Linked DNA regions of Mus musculus: all the other regions are linked to region 2. A link is a contact called in public promoter capture Hi-C data. All regions are on one chromosome and are shown on one strand. Each heading gives the region's core, a stretch centred on a gene start, on an enhancer-like site or on the middle of the called end of the contact. The rest is flanking DNA. Distances are from core to core; before and after follow the strand shown. Region 1 overlaps Aopep (aminopeptidase O). Region 2 overlaps Aopep (aminopeptidase O). Region 3 overlaps Aopep (aminopeptidase O).

What was found. Capture Hi-C pulls out chosen DNA fragments and counts their contacts.
Region 1: a contact with region 2 is called in a promoter capture Hi-C map of liver, with 2.6 times the contacts expected there. The contact joins two enhancer-like sites. A contact is called at or near these places in 5 of 484 Hi-C or Micro-C datasets (CD8 T cells, the HL-1 cell line, Th1 cells and 2 more), 5 of 115 datasets of contacts at active chromatin or transcription factors (embryonic stem cells, heart atrium, kidney and 2 more) and 3 of 9 other capture datasets (adipose tissue, liver and pancreatic islet).
Region 3: a promoter capture Hi-C map of adipose tissue shows a contact between it and region 2. The contact joins two enhancer-like sites. A contact is called at or near these places in 6 of 484 Hi-C or Micro-C datasets (the C2C12 cell line, the HL-1 cell line, the N1E-115 cell line and 3 more), 10 of 115 datasets of contacts at active chromatin or transcription factors (bone marrow-derived macrophages, craniofacial prominence, embryonic stem cells and 6 more) and 3 of 9 other capture datasets (adipose tissue, liver and pancreatic islet).

The regions. Positions count from the first base shown.
Region 1 is chr13:63,133,786-63,137,123 of GRCm38.p6, forward strand. All of the region lies in intron 5 of Aopep (aminopeptidase O), which reads left to right. It overlaps Gm30409 (a long non-coding RNA gene), which reads left to right. Exons shown (of 2, transcript XR_003950671.1): 1 at 1-292; 2 at 525-728. Among named protein-coding and RNA genes, the nearest start is that of Gm30409, 3.1 kb to the left of the region's middle. Within about 2 kb of position 1,481, at least 29 of the 459 cell types and tissues checked have an H3K27ac peak or open chromatin away from gene starts, as enhancers often do. A contact at or near this core is called in liver and pancreatic cancer cells, where this site is marked.
Region 2 is chr13:63,277,555-63,280,753 of GRCm38.p6, forward strand. The region is part of intron 13 of Aopep (aminopeptidase O); the gene reads left to right. Among named protein-coding and RNA genes, the nearest start is that of Gm16907, 18 kb to the right of the region's middle. Within about 2 kb of position 1,472, at least 194 of the 459 cell types and tissues checked have an H3K27ac peak or open chromatin away from gene starts, as enhancers often do. A contact at or near this core is called in the C2C12 cell line, the N1E-115 cell line, adipose tissue and 8 more, where this site is marked.
Region 3 is chr13:63,111,123-63,114,175 of GRCm38.p6, forward strand. All of the region lies in intron 5 of Aopep (aminopeptidase O), which reads left to right. Among named protein-coding and RNA genes, the nearest start is that of Gm46422, 18 kb to the left of the region's middle. Within about 2 kb of position 1,514, at least 122 of the 459 cell types and tissues checked have an H3K27ac peak or open chromatin away from gene starts, as enhancers often do. A contact at or near this core is called in the C2C12 cell line, the N1E-115 cell line, adipose tissue and 6 more, where this site is marked.

The sequences.
Region 1 (3,338 bases), core at 231-2,730, 140 kb before region 2:
GGAGTGGTCACTAAATGATGAGATTCAATGAGACATAAGAGCCAAATGCAGATGACATTCTAAAGTAAGCTTCAGAGTTCTAAACCTCACACTGCTTGAATTCCAACCTAACCATTTCCTCGTTAAAGCAACATGTTAAGTTGAATTTAGTCCAGAGCAGAGATGTGGTGCTCTGTTTAATGTATGCTGCCTTTCTTAGCAAGTGTGTAGATTTGTGTGAACTCTCTGGAATAGCCAGTGTGGTATACCATCCTTTGGCTGTGAGGGCTCAGAAGGGCTAGTTGATCCCAAGGTAGGTGTTCACTTGAGTGGCTCTGACCTTCAGATGGAGGCACCTCTTGGCCACCAGCAGTGGGTCCTTTATTCTCTCTGTAAAGTAAGTCTGTTGCCTCAGAGAAGGTGATAGAAAACCTTTGTGGCAGCTAAATTATGTGACTCCTGTGAACTTCCAGTAACACTGAATTAATAGTGACACCCTCTTTCTAGCACACGGGAGAATGAAATTTGGCTTCTTCACATTTCAGGTTCAGAGGTCAAAGCAGCCTAACGGGAGCCCATGGTACCTGACTGGGAGAGATGCTGAGCAACTGTTCTCTTCATCTCTGAGTTAGTGTCCCTCTCTCAGGACAGCAGCAGCAGCAGTTTCTCCATCACTGATTGGCCCCTCTGCCTCTCCTTATGTGACTGAAATGTTTGATGGTAGTCCAATAGATTTTAGCAAAACTATGGTCCTTTGTTGTTGTGGGGTTTTTTGTTGTTGTTGTTGTTGGGTTTTTTGTTTGTTTGTTTTGTTTTTTGGTTTTTCAAGACAGGGTTTCTCTGTATAGCCCTGGCTGTCCTGGAACTCACTTTGTAGACCAGGCTGGCCTCAAACTCAGAAATCCGCCTGACTCTGCCTCCTGAGTGCTGGGATCAAAGGCGTGCGCCATCACTGCCCGGCCAAAACTATGGTCTTAGGATGAGCAACTAATACCAGTAAGTCTCTGAACCTTTTGGGGACACTTTTGTCCTCAAGTGACTTCATTTCAGCCTTGATTGGCAAGGGTAGACAATCCAAATGTCATCTATATTGGGCTGAGACACTATTTTGAATTCTGTATATGTCTCAGATTCTAAGAACTGACTTTAAGCAGAATCATGTGGCTTTGCACTAAAGACACAGCTGAGTCATAGGAAAGCAGGACATGAGGACATGTCCTCACAGTAACTGGACACGGGCCACCCTGCCTGCTTATCAGACCTTGGCAACCGTGAACCCTGTGACAGTTGCCATTCGGGTTCCTATTTCTAACTCATGCAAAAGTGAGTAAATACTATGAAATGCCACATTAGCATATGGTTAGGTGGGAAACCTGAGAACAATTAAGTAGAATGTGGTCCTGCATAATCAGTTACTCATGTGGAGTGGCTAGGGTTGGGACATCTTCCAGCTTCTAGTGGAAAAAGACCAAACAAGCAAAGTCAAGCACCTCGGTGTTTCAAGTTAACAGAGGACAGGTGTGCCCTCTGTGCCCTGCTCCCATGCACTGTGTGCTGCAGGCTGCTGTAGTGCAGAACTGGCACTGGAGCTCTGAGTCCCGCAGGCCCCTCCTCTGGCCCAGGGCTTCTGGATGTCAGTGTGTCTGAGAGAGGTGCACTGTTGATTCTTAAGACCCCTGCTGCTTCTCAGTACCTCACGAACCAATCATTAGCCACCAGAAAAACAGGCCAAGAAGTCAGCAGTGAAAGCCTCACTTCTGTACTTTTTCAAAGTGCTTAAACTTCTAACTTGATCTTACATATATTTATCAATTTGTTGTGGGAGGCATATGTGTATGTTGAGATCAGAGGACAACTTTGGGGTTGTTCATTTCTCTCCTACCATGTGGATCCTAGGGATCAAACTCAAGCAATAAGTACCTTTATCAGCTGAGCCATCTTGCCAGCTCTGCTCTTAGCTGTAAAGCATGCTAAATTTTAATGTTTCCATAAGTCATCTAAAGATCCTGCTGAAATGCAGATTCTGGTCCAACATTTGGGGGCTAGGGCTGGGGTTCTTCTATGATTGTAAGCACCTGTGAGTTCAGAACCTCCCCTCGACATGTGTTCAAGCTCTCCAAAGACCCAACTCATTTCTCCATAAGTGTGTGATCGCCATTTCTTGCACACATTCTTGCATTCTTGGCGTGGGGTACAGACGCTGAGGAAGCCTCAGTGTGAGCAGTGTCCAGAAGGTAGGAAGGACACTCCCAAGGCTGCCTGCATCTTCCTTTCTCCGGTTATAGGATGGTGACAGGGTAAAGTATAGCGACTGGTTATCCTCTTCTAACACGCGTTCATCGAGGACTAGACACAGGAAAGTACTGTGTCCAAAAGACAGATGGGAAACAAAATTTTCACACACATGCAGCTGTTGCCTACAGTCAGTCATGGGGGCAGAACAGCGTCTGACAAATGTGCAGCTCCCCACACACTCCAGCCACCTGTTTACAGCACTTAGTTCAGATAGATCCATTGCAATCCAAGTAGGTAAACGTTTAAAATATCTGGACCCATTTCCCTTTTCTTTGTCCAAAATAGTTCTCTCTTCTGTACCTTTAGTTTTATGTCCATAAACCCAGATGAATGCCTTTCTCTAAAAGAAAAGAAGGTGAAATAGGCTGATCTGACTGGAGGAAGTCTCACAAGACACACATGAATCCACTGGTATGGAAGAGTCTTGTGTCTGGAGATGCTTCCTGCTTCCCTGAGGAGTGCTCCTAATTTTCATTTCAGGGAAGGAAAACAGAGACCCCAAGGGTTAAGCCCAGGCCTGAGATGATGCATTAGAACGAACCTACAGCAGACCCACTAGTTCTTCAGCAATTATGATATGTGTCCTCTAGGGTCCTGGGCATCATTTGAAGCAGTTTTCTTTTTTAATTAAAAATAGTACAACTATTATTGCCAGGGGAACAAGTATATACAGAGACCAGAGGAAAACTTTGTGGAGTTGGTCCTCTCCTTCCACCTTTGTATGACTCCAGAGATCAAACTTGGATGGCCAGACTTGCTGGCCTTTACCCAATGAGGCATCTCACTGGGCCTTGTAATCATTTTTAAAAAGCAAAACAAACCAACACAACACAGGCAGATTGTGTAAACTCTGAGCCTCATTGTGCCTGCTCTGCTCTTTCCTTCAGTCTTTGTTAGAAATACACCTAGGTGGCGCTGCTCACCTTATTTGGGAACTGGAAGCATGAGGATCAGGAGTTCAAGGCCAGCCTGAGCCATATGAAACTTTTCTTCAAAGAAACAAAAGTAAATAAGAAGGTGCCTCTGTCTGTGTATGTCATACCTCTAAGAATTATATTCTGGCC
Region 2 (3,199 bases), core at 222-2,721:
GTTTGGAGGGGCTGTGATCAAACGATGACTTACAAGTTCACATATCTCAAGCTATTAGTAACGTGTCTCAAACATCTAATGCCATGGATTCTGTGAATATTTGTTGCTGCAGTGGTCATTGCAGAGTGTAGCTCTGAAGATGCTTGGTAGCCAAAAGAAACTGACACTACTAGGAGGGTTGCCTGCCTGGTGGTGAGTTCTATAATTTGAAAAGAAAATATTTTCACTCTTCATTATTTGATAACCTTCATTTGCTAGCAACCTCCATTTTTACCCTCAAAATAATGCAAACAAGATTCACATTCAGTGTTCTAGCTAGTCTTAGGTTTAGGCAGTTCTTTAAAGTTCGATTAAAACAAAAACCGATGTGGAGAACCATTTTTCTGCTGCCTCCAGCAGCAGCAGCAGCAGCAGCAGCAGCAGCAGCAGCAGCAGCAGCAGCAGCAGCAGCAGCAGCTGTTTCTCTTTAAGTTTCTAATGCGTGGAAGGCACTTTAGTTCTGTCCGGAGGTCCCACAGACATTACCCATGAACGAAGAGCAGGCTTAATACGCCTACCCTGCCTGTTGTGTGAATCCCAACAGGAAAGGAAGCCCTTTCCTGACAGGCAGAGAAGACCATGGCTTCCTTTGGCTCCTGTTTCTGTTTCTCTCTGGATCCTGAGGAAATAGAAGTTCCTGCTCTTGTTTGGGGAACTTCTCTCCATGGTATCCTTATCTCACGCTATCGGCAAGAATCTTATAAGTGAAAATTCACTCAATGGAGTTTTATTTTAAGTCTCAGAGTGGTGCCTGTCTTCCTTCCGTCCACATGTGTCCTTTACCTGTGGCAGGCAGCCATGGACCTGAGTGGGTGGCCTTCAGGCCTGCAGGGTAGTGGTTGTGCTTCCTGGAGAAGGTAGCAAGGAATTTTCCAGATTCAGAGTACCTTATACAATGAAAGGTGTTTTATATCCGTGAGGTCACCCTTCACCTTCTGCACATGACTCTCAGAGGTCAGCGGCATTCTGCCCTGGCCCCTGGCCCCTGTTTGGGTTGAATTCCAGCCAACAAGTCTCCAGCCTACAGGAGAATTTGAGATTTTTCTCCCTCCCTCATTTCTTCTGTTTTGTTCTGTGTAAACAGTTCCTGCCAAAGTAACATAGACAAATATAGCAGAGAATGCTTTTCTGGAAGATGCATGCTCCCAAAGCATTTTTTAACCATTTTTGGGAAGAATTGATCGTTCTGTGCGTTTCAGACAGACTGAAAGAGGCGGGGAGGCTGTTGCTATAATGGAAGTGACATCATACATTATTGCCCCATTGATCCGCTTTTAGTCTCCAGCCAGGATAAAAGGAAATGGCACCAGGGAGGAAGCATGCTTCATTTAGGCTCAGATCCCAGAGTGATAATGGGGTAATAATAGAACTCACGCCACTGTCAGTCTGTGGCTGCATTAGTCTCAGGCTCTCTCCGTCTGGAGCCACACTGACTTCCTTCCCCATACAGCCACTGCTGTGCGCCAGCTGGGCGGCCAGGGAGGGGCTCAAGGGCTCCCCTTGGCCTTCAAGGCATGCCAGCTGCAGTCCTGATGTTTGTGCCTGGGGAAGCTTCGTGGTGAGACTTGTCTTGTCTGTGGCATTCCTAATCCGGGAGGTAAGTCTGCTCTTCTGCATTGTGTTGTGCTAATGGAAGAGAAAGCAGGGGCTGCAGTTGTGTGGATGGATTGTCCTCTGGGAGGGAGCTCAGAGTGACATCCATCCCTGCCCCCACCCACTCCCACCCCTGACTCCTGTAAAGACACTCGGGCTCCTACAAGAGCCCAGGGTTGGTTTTCTTTGTGCTGCTTTTACATGGGTCAGGGCTGGGGGTTAGAAATTTCACACTTTCTCTTCAAGAAACTTTAAAACTTCAGACTTGTGCCGCTTTCCTCAATTTCTAAGTCGTGAGGGTGGGGGCAAACGAAGTTAACTTTTTTCTTTGTGTATTTCTTCAAAATTAACAACTATGAAATCTTAAGTGTTAATGGCAAGAGTACAGATTTCCACCGTCGTTAATAACGCTTGCACTTGATTTGCTTCCCGTTACATACTGCTCCGTGTGTTCATTTGAGTAAGTTTTACAGGGCTGTGCTGTTGATTTTAAGTACCTATCTGATTTGGGCAGCTCATAGCCTTATTTTGTCTTGCGTTTCCAAGGCAGATGCATTTTTGCAAGGCCTTCTCTACGGGAAATAATAACATATATCATTGTTTATGAAAAGAAAGAATTTTCTCTCCTTTTGCAACTGAATGGTGGGTGTCAGTCTCACAGCAGGCTGGTCTTGTAATATATCACGCCGGCTTCCCTGGGGCCCGGATGCTCAGGGACACTGCTGTTTTTTCTTGATGACTCCATAGTACATCTGACACCCTCTGTGTCCCTTGCAGTACCTCCGTGATAGCACACAGATGGACCCAAAGTTATGTGAAAGTTCATTTGACTTCCCTGTGAGTGGAAGTGGGATGTCTCCTGTGCCTGCTGCCAGGACAGCCCACTGGCGGCACAGCACTGCCTCCCAGCACATTTGCAAGTACTTGAGATCGTTCAGTCACTTTGCAAGCATTTATCGTGTATTATTTCTTTTCTGCTGTAGGGTGGCTCGACAGGGAGCAAATATGTATTTTACAAAGACGTTCACTCTATTAAAATATTTTTCCTTTAACATATCCTCTTTTCAAGTCTTTAATCCTTTTTTTGTGATATAATATTTACTTGTGAATGAATGATAGTTTTATTAAATGTGGCTGAAAACAGCATTAGGTCACAGATTTGTCTTTCTTCATTGTTTAGAGACTACATTTTCCCATGGATTGGAGAACCAGGTGGCGATAGGTTGTTTACTAACAGAGTGCTTCCTCTCAGTCCATTCTACAAAGACCAGACTAGCACAGTTCTTCCCGCATTAGGAAGGAATGTTCAGCATGGCTGTGCCTTGTGTCCTGCCTGCCTCTGAACAAGCCTGCTCTTGCACGAGAGTGTCTGTACCCTACTGAATGGAGGAGGATGGATTCCTTGGAGGGGTGTGTACCCTCACTCTTTCCTGCCTTTTAATTAGAGCCAGATAAACTTGGGAAACAGCCCTAAAGGTTTGAGTGCATATGCACTCCCCCTCCAGCCCTCCCTCCCATCTCAGTTGTCCAACTTAAATCAGGGGGCTTAGCTCTAAATGTTTCCATT
Region 3 (3,053 bases), core at 264-2,763, 170 kb before region 2:
ACAGGGAAACAGCTGGACTCTGGTGAGAACAGTTTCAGTGCAGAGAGCAGATGGCTAAACCAGTTCTTGCATCTTCTGTGTGCTCAGTGGGATAAGCAGAGAAAGCAGAAAACAAGACAATCATTGTCTTTATTCTAAGGAAATTTATAATTTGAGGTGGATAGGCAATAAACAAGAGAACAAGTAACTGAACAAGGGCTCAATGAGAAAATAGCAGGTGCTTATAGAAAATAAGTCTCATGGCTTTCCCTGGATCAAAACCAGTTGGTGCATTGAACATCACTAGAGTTGCTTATTCGTGTGTTAGGAGTGCAGTTTTCAGCAGAGCTGTCTGCTTTTGGACTGTGCCTTTTGCTTTGGGGGATAAAAATACACTAAAATTGTTTTTGCTGGGCCATTCATGAGGTCTATTTACATTGGGGAATTGTAGCCAGGCATTTCTATAAAGTTTTTTATCTGGGCATGTTTATGTTAGGTTTTGTTTATGTAATATAAATGCACGTTTTCGGCAGCCATTGATTTAAACATGTGAAGGTCATTATGAAAAGTGTTGTTAGTAATAGAGGAGACTCCCAGTGGCATGTGTTTAATGAAGCAGCATGATTTGTAAAATATCCTGAGAAATGTTAATGTTTTGGATTCTTTCCCAAGGGAGGACTTTTTATTTTCTTCCACTCTGTATGCAATGGTCTTTGATTTTATAGTAGTCTGCCGTAGTATCAGACTTTTGCAGAGAACTTTTTGTTTGTTTTAAACAAAGAGCCATCGGTGACACTTACTTGGCTGTGGTTTAATGCTCTTGGTAGTAGTTCACAACTATCTCTGCAGTCTTGGACTGAAGTGGTTGAGGGCTAGAGGGAGACTGTTCCATGGCTGTGTTGACTCACCTTAGTGATTTTCTGGGGACTTGCTACAATTTTCAGCAATTTAGATCTGTAGTTTATCATCTCGGTTATGGTGAAGACCAAAGTCTGGAGAAGAGAAAAGTCCTTAGATAAGTCTTAGGACTGTCCCTGGCTTTTACACGTGAGCAGCATGAATCAGCAGCAGGAAACTGTGCACTGACAACATATTCAAGCCAAACCAGGACTTGGGGGAAAACAGGAAATTTGACCAAATGTCTCTGCCTAGTAACAGGTTCTGTGTGTCTTTGTTAAGATCATCACAGCTTGTTTTAATTCTCTTTAACTTCCTCTCCAAATTCTGATGCTCTGTTTCTGTACAGTTTCTGTGTATCCTTCATTTAATAAGCACTGTGCTTTAAACAGACTGCTTTTCTGTAATAGAGGAATTTCAAGCGGAGGGAATCTATTATGGAATTGAAATGTGTCTTAGTCCATAGGCACTTTGGTGTTAATAAGTTGCTAATTAATAAGCAAAGCTTTGGCCATCATGGTGGCTAAACAGCCTCTAAGCCCGCTGACTGGTAGCATGGCTTGATGCTGTGCACAGTGGCAATGCCTGGGCTGAACACTTTTGATGCGCTTCACACTGTCTTCCTTTACACTTGGACTTTTGTTGTCACTTTAAGAAACTGTTCCTGTTTAATCCGGGACAGCTGTGTACAGTTGAGAATGTGTGCCTTGGTTCTCACAGAAATCTGACCTAACAGACAGCTGTTGGAACTCCTATATGAAAATCTCTTCTAGACAGTTTGTGCTACTGCTGGACACTTTCCAACCACAGATTCTACTTGATAATAACCACCTTGAGGGTGCAAACCAGCAGAGCCGTGCTTCAGCCCGCTGCCTAGAGGAAGATGGCTGATATTGCACATTTTACATTTACAGGTTAGGGCCGGTGCAAATCACCACGTAGTTGGAAAGTAAGAAACCATAAGTCCATAGACAGAAATCCTTCGGCATGGTAATCTCTACTTTCTTTGCCATGTAACTGGACCATAGCAGGAAACCACTGGCTATGAAGCAAGAAGCTGCCTGAACCAGGCAGCCCAGCTACACAAAGAACCATGTGGCTCAAGAGAGGATCTGGACACAGAATCCATTTTAAAGTTTCCAAAATGAATGTCAGGAAGCACAGTCACTGGAATGAGCTCACTGGCGTGTTTTATTTTGAGAAATGTGGGGCATGCCCATTATGAAATGGGAACCTGAAATGTGATCCATCCATCTTAACCAGCCCAGGGCTTTATTCAATTCTTCAAGCCTTAATCCTGTTAGCTCCACGCACAAAGGAAGCGCAGGGCTCCTCTCTGATGACTCTCCCCAGGCCTCCTGGCATCTGCAAACCACATTTTGAATTTTACAAATGAAGCTTATTATTTGATTATCAATGTGAGTAGCCGTGGTGAGGCCGCTTTCTAGATGAATATTCTAGACTGTGTACTTTGAGAAGAAGCCTTAGAAGATGATGGTTTCAGTAACTTCCTAGAATTGGAGGATTTTTTTTTTAAAGGAAACTTATTTGACTAAGTGAATTTTAGTGTGAAGCACATCAAATGAATGACTTTAAACCCTAATTTTTGGTTTTCAAATAAAAGCTATTTGTTGATTTAAAATGTAACCAGCACCATTTATAGCTTTTTTTTAATACTGTATTTTAAAAAGTATGTGCTTAAGGGGTTTTGAAGAGTTTAATGATTCATAATGAGATTATAAAATGAAAAGTTTTGGTTTTTTTTTTTTTTAAGTTACTTTCTCCAAGTAATTCAGAAGGCTAGTGTGAAATTCTTTAGACTTGCTCATGGCTGTAGATCCTTTGGCTGTAGATCTAACCCAGCAAACGTTGAGATCTGCTTCCGATGCTGCTGGGAGCTAATCCACTGAAGTGAACATGAGCTAATGACACATTAGGCCAAATTCTATTATCTGCTTTTCAGCCGGCTGCTGCAGTTTGATTAAATTTAGTTCTGAGGGCTCAGCTTTGAAACAGCCAAGGGCTCTTCATTGGACTTAACAAAAACTTTCCCCCAGATCTGAATTATTTTAAACCTCCTTTGCTTAGGGGACAGCAGCCATTTCTTTCTGTGCATCAGGAAGTGTTTACTTCCCTTCTGGTTAGAAGCTTTGGCTCTTCCAGGTACTGGGCTGACA